Linked DNA regions of Mus musculus: region 1 is linked to region 2. The links are chromatin contacts, called in public Hi-C maps. All regions are on one chromosome and are shown on one strand. The core of a region is the stretch at or near the end of the contact, and the rest is flanking DNA. Distances in the headings are between cores, read along the strand shown.

Region 1 (2,732 bases), core at 51-2,550, 180 kb after region 2:
GGGATGTGTTGAGTGGCAACAGCCTCTGTCTGAACTCTCCTGATCCCAGGCCCTTCTCCAACTGGATTCACCTTTTCTTTCTGCAAAGCTTGCCTGTGATCTCTTCTCTGTGGTACCCGAATCCTTGACAGTTCTCCAAGTCTCTGCCTTGGAGCAACCTTGGCCTGAGTCCTTTTCACAGTGGAGATTTTGCTTCCTTTTCCGGGGAACTGATCCCAGAAAAAGAAGCCCAGCTTTAAACACCAACACGTGTGTTATACCATGATAAGGAAAGAAAAGAAAAAACAGAATCCCATGTGACTTCTTAGGATGAGACCCTGTCCATCCCTCTCTGCAGTCTTTGAACTAGCCGTCCTAGTAGATTTCCTTGGGAATCCCACAAGTCTTATGTAGAGAGGAGGAGCGGCTAGCACGCTTTAGGGGCCTGGCATTTTGCTGGTGAGAGTGACTAGGGATGCCTCCGGTGGAAAGACAGTTGTTTGTAAATCCACTGTGTATTTTCTCAGCTGTGCTAGAAATCCTCGTGAGTGAGGACCAGATTATTAGCTTTGGCATCAAGGTTTCAAACCACACAGCCTTGATGCCACAGCCCTGACTCCTTGCTGACCTGGCATCCTGGAGAAGCGCCGGTCCTCTTGGACCTATCCCAGGCTGCAGCTGGGAACTGGGCGCCTAGTGCCATCTGCCTGGGCAAGTACGGAAATGCCAAATGGCCTGGCAGTTTTCAGTGTGGCCTTTGGATCCTCGCTGAGCCATATGGTGCTAAAATGTCAAACTGTTCCTGAGTGTGGGCCACCGTTGAAGAGGCTGGAGAGAGAAGGCACACTTCAGTTGCAAGGTCTGCTGAAGCTGTTTGTTGTCTGGCTGCTGGCTCATCACGGTTACTTTAACCGTCTTTTGTTGAGTAGGGCTTAGCTGATAGTGGTCTACCTACCTCTTTTGTGAGAACCGCAAGCATGCTTGCACGTACACAGTATGTATCAGTGACAGGGCCTCTACGAAGTCTCTGGAAGGAGTGTGTAACACCCTTAGGCTGTGGTCATGGAAAGGCCTGGGAGCCAAATCTCGTGTTCCTTTCTGTTTCAGCTCCTTTGCGTTACATTCTGGCAATTGTTCTTGCCGATGGGTTGACAAAGCACACTGAGAAGTTTACAGTCTCTGTGTGAAGAGAAAACATAACAGGGACTTACAGATGATCCCAATCAAAACATCCACAAGTGTTAAGTGAGTGAGTCTGGAGGGAATGCTTGACTCCGAAGGGGGAGGAGGCGGGAGTGACATGGTTCAGATGAGGTTAGCCCTGGCAGGCTTCCTAGAGGACAGGGCTGGGTGTGGGTTTGGCCCATGTCACTCTTCTTAGGTCTTCTGGGGACTTCACATAAATACACACTTCTCCTGGCCTGGGGCCTCTAGCTGGTTATAAGGGTTAGAAGGGCAAAGGGAAAAATGTGTGAGTTCAAAGAGGTGTCTTTAGAGCTGGAGGAGGGGGGCAGCAGGAGAGTGCCTCTGACTTTAGTCAGATGCCCTTCAGAATGCTTCAGTTTGAATCTTTCAAAGATCACTCGTGTGGATGGATGGCAAAGTGCTATAGCTTGAGAGACTAGGACTCTAATGAATCATCATTGATTTTTTTCTCTCTCTAGTTTAAATAACTTCATCCGTTGTGGTTGATAAACAAAGAATTGCTTCAGTTTTCCTGACACCATACTTGAGCAATATATGCAAGCTCAGCTAGAGGTATTCTAACCAGCTTCGCCTCATGTCAGTGTGGTGACATTTGGGGACTGGTGGCCCTAGAGCCAAATAAACCAGCTTTTTGCTATTTCCAGTACTGTGGAAGTTGCATCTGTACCTAGGAGTTAACCCAAACTTTGCAATTCTGTGGAGAATTATGTTGAGTATTCTAAAGAGAGATTTTTATCCACTTCCACCCCCCCCCTTTTAAACTTTAACCAATTTTGAAGTTGCCAAAATGTTGAAAAAAATAAACAGTCTTTTTATCGTAAACTTAGGCCATTTCCCCCAATGTTTGCACTTGGTTTCTTCACAGTAACTTTATTCTAGTCATTCTCTTTTTTGCATTGTTTTGTTTTTTGTTTTTTGTTTTTCGAGACAGGGTTTCTTTGTATAGCCCTGGCTGTCCTGGAACTCACTTTGTAGACCAGGCTGGCCTCAAACTCAGAAATCCACCTGCCTCTTCTTCCCGAGTACTGGGATTAAAGGCGTGCGCCACCACACCCGGCTTAGTTATCCCCTTTTTATGTACACATATTAAAAAGCATTACATGTATCCACAGGAAGGTCCATGTATGTGCATTCTCTGCTGACCTCTGGGTGATGCAGCTTACAAGCAGTAGTACACCATACTATTCTGATCTAGCGAAGTGCTGTGGAATAGTGAAAATAGATATCACATGCATGAATGCTGAGGAAACAAAGCATGTTGCAGAAATGCATGCAGAGCAATGTTGGGTGTTGAATTTTCATGTGATGTAGTGGTGCAAATATGTCTATAAGCATTTTAGGTTTACGCTAAATTCAGGATTCTGGTTCCTTTCATAGTCATAAAGGATGTTGGGAAGTTTTCTATAATACTTACAACATTTCAGCTTTAAAACACAGTGACAAGCTCCCTGGAGTATGGTTTATTATCTTAAATACATTTTTAATGTCTAAAATGTTTAGTTTTAAAATAATAAATAATATGAATACTCAGTTTCTGTAAAGCCATT
Region 2 (2,907 bases), core at 5-2,504:
AAAAGTCAGTTATTCTGCAGACTGTCACTTATCTTAGGTTTGCATGATGTTTATTTTCTGGTAGAAATCTACAAAAGTAATTTTTGTTTTCCTGAGTGCATCTTATAAGTGGTTATACATTACGTGTATCACAGCTGGTACTTGCTATTAGGAGACACTTTTGAGACTATCTGGGAAGAAGTAAAAATGGTATTGGAAAGTTTCTTTTAACTTTATTGAGTGTTATAATACCACTCCAGTTATGTTCATAGACAGTGGTACTTATCTTTGTTACTATTGCTATTATAATATATATCAGGGAAAATGCATACATAGGTACACATATATTTTGGGGAAGAGTAAGGTTAATTACACTATGCCCATTTCTATGGGGTTTGTAACAGGGAAACAATAACGCTGTAATACAATCAGGTTTGGATTATATTTAAATAGTCCAGTTTGTGCATTATCCAGATCTTTGGCCACCTTTCTTTGCTTCAGTGGGTCTTGTTTTAATCATTCACAAGTTCCCAATTTAGTACAGAAATCACACTGAACTCTGTGACTTGATAAATGACAGGCCTGTAGGAAGGAGACTAAACAATGGGTTAAAGTCAGGGTCATCCATTTGAATGTTTGTGACTTGTACGTTCTCCATATTGTAGATAATCATGAGTTTATGAAATAAAATCATCCAAGATAATGACAAAGTTTCTTCAGTCCAAGTATAAAAACAAAATGTTTTATTTTTCTTATTTCTTGAAAAATTTTCATTAACAACAACCATGATTTCAGCCGTGAATAATGCTGTGTGGACAATCAAATCTGAACTTGTCTGTGTCTCACAGGAGAAAACCAGGTGACACTGTGCCTGCAGCAGCTTCTCCTAGTTTTCCAGGCACCCCTGGAGTAGCAATTGGTTGAGAACACTGCTCTGTTTTAAAGCACACAGTCTGGACGTATCTTCACTGATGACGGGGACATTTTCCGTTTGCTCTTGAGCTGTTAGGTCACTTTCACTGTCAGACAGTGTACACAGGAGAGTGTCATTCTCATAGGTGGGGAAATAATACCTGAAAGTAACCACAGATACACTGAATAACCAAATGAGCACAATTCATGAAAAATGTCGAGGCAGTGGCGGCACACAGCACGGCTTGTGCCATGTCCCCTGATGACACTCTAATAAGCTGCAAGGGCTGGGCTGGGAGACACCTCTGTTGATTTTCCTCTGACCCTTCCTGTCTGACACAAGCCTGATGTGAGTCTTGCTAGTGGGCCACTCAGCTCAGTCTCTATCATGATAGGAAACATTAGCTGGACAGATAACCTGGTCCAGTACTGTGCTGTTCTGTTATCAGCCAAAAAACAGAACCCCCTTTATTTACTCAAAGTAGGGTCCATAAAAAATTTTAACTGAGCTGAAAATAGTTATTTATTTTTTTCAAAAGTAAAAATTTCAAATACCCAACAAAGCCACAACCATGTTCCTCCATCTCTAGTTTCTATGAGGACTAAGTCCAGAGTACCAGGTCAATAGAGGGCTGACCTTGGCCTTCGTAAATGGGAAGTCTTCCAAACAAGGAAAACCAGAGGTTTTTTTGGTTAGAGTTCTGTGGAGGCCTAATTTAACATTCTCTGAGGATACTGAAAAATTAGGTAGCCAGCCAGCATCCCACTCCCTCCACTGAAGTCAACAAAAATGATGTGAGACCCACCATAGATGGACTAGACTGGCAAATGACACTTGAGAAATTTGACATCGCTTTTTTCAAAAAGTTCGTGTCAGAGAATGAATGCTTAATGTTTCAAAAGTGCCAATATGGAAAATGTACACTAGAAGATCTGTGATGTGCATGCCATTGACATACTAATTTATCTGAATGATATAATTAGGACACAAATGCAGCCATATAGCTATGCATTTTATTACTACTTGCAATAGCAAAAAGGTAAAAGCTAACCTAACAAGTTAGGGTATAGTAGTCAATGGCATATGTGACAGCCATTTAAAAAGATGGAACGCACAAGCATGGGATGTGGAAAGGTGCTTAAAACATTTTGCTAATAAAATATAATTTAAAAGTCTGTATCTACTTCTATACCAAACTAGCCAATTCAGATTCCAAAAAAGTTATATAAACATCTCTCTCTCTCACACACACACATTTATACTTGGTTCCATATGTGTGTATACATTTAAAGCAGTTAAATAAAGGGACACAATTTGGAGGTTCACGTTCACTTCAGCAAGACTTACTCCAGTTGATCCCATGTCTTCCTGTCAGGAAGCAGTGAGGTGTGTTTAGTGTCTTCCATGTGAGTCCTTAAATCTGCTTTGGATTTGAACTTTACATGGCAACTGTAGCACTTGCATTGGTGAACTTGCCTTCTAATGAAATTGACCAGCTTCACTTGCTGATAGAAATTTAATCCTGCAAACCATTAGACAACCTTTAGTATTATTTATGCATTGTCAGTAATTAATTTTCTTTAAAATTTTTTAAAATGTATTTTAAACTGATATATAAAAACTTAAATATTTGCATGATATCATGTGATATCTTAAGATCTATAATTCTACAATATTTACCAACTTTATGTTGAAAACATGGAAAATTGTTTGTTATAATTTCTTACAGGAAACACTTATCCTAGTTAACCAACCTGAAAACATGGAACAATTAAAATACAATAATGGACACCAATATAGAGCGTACATGCTGTGGTCTACGCTCACCACTTTTTAATGTCTTAGTACATTTCATCTTCCAAACCATCATCACCTAGGTAGAATCATTACATCAACATTATTCACTAGGAAACTGTTCAAGATCTCACAGCTGGGAAATGGTGGTGCCACAATCTCACACCAGGCTGGTGGTTCTGTGGCCTACAGTCCTGACTAGCACACAAATTGTGTGTCTA

The links. A called contact is a pair of places that touch in the nucleus more often than the background predicts.
Region 1: a contact with region 2 is called in a Hi-C map of liver, with 2.7 times the contacts expected there. The contact joins two enhancer-like sites. A contact is called at or near these places in 3 of 484 Hi-C or Micro-C datasets (all in liver) and 1 of 9 other capture datasets (adipose tissue).

What each region holds. Positions count from the first base shown.
Region 1 is chr12:40,498,466-40,501,197 of GRCm38.p6, forward strand. The region is part of intron 1 of Dock4 (dedicator of cytokinesis 4); the gene reads left to right. Among named protein-coding and RNA genes, the nearest start is that of Dock4, 54 kb to the left of the region's middle. Within about 2 kb of position 1,301, at least 110 of the 459 cell types and tissues checked have an H3K27ac peak or open chromatin away from gene starts, as enhancers often do. A contact at or near this core is called in liver, where this site is marked.
Region 2 is chr12:40,314,852-40,317,758 of GRCm38.p6, forward strand. It overlaps Zfp277 (zinc finger protein 277), which reads right to left. Exons shown (of 12, transcript NM_178845.3): 11 at 2,240-2,414; 12 at 195-1,052. The coding sequence ends at 866. Among named protein-coding and RNA genes, the nearest start is that of Gm40403, 68 kb to the left of the region's middle. Within about 2 kb of position 1,255, at least 2 of the 459 cell types and tissues checked have an H3K27ac peak or open chromatin away from gene starts, as enhancers often do. A contact at or near this core is called in liver, where this site is marked.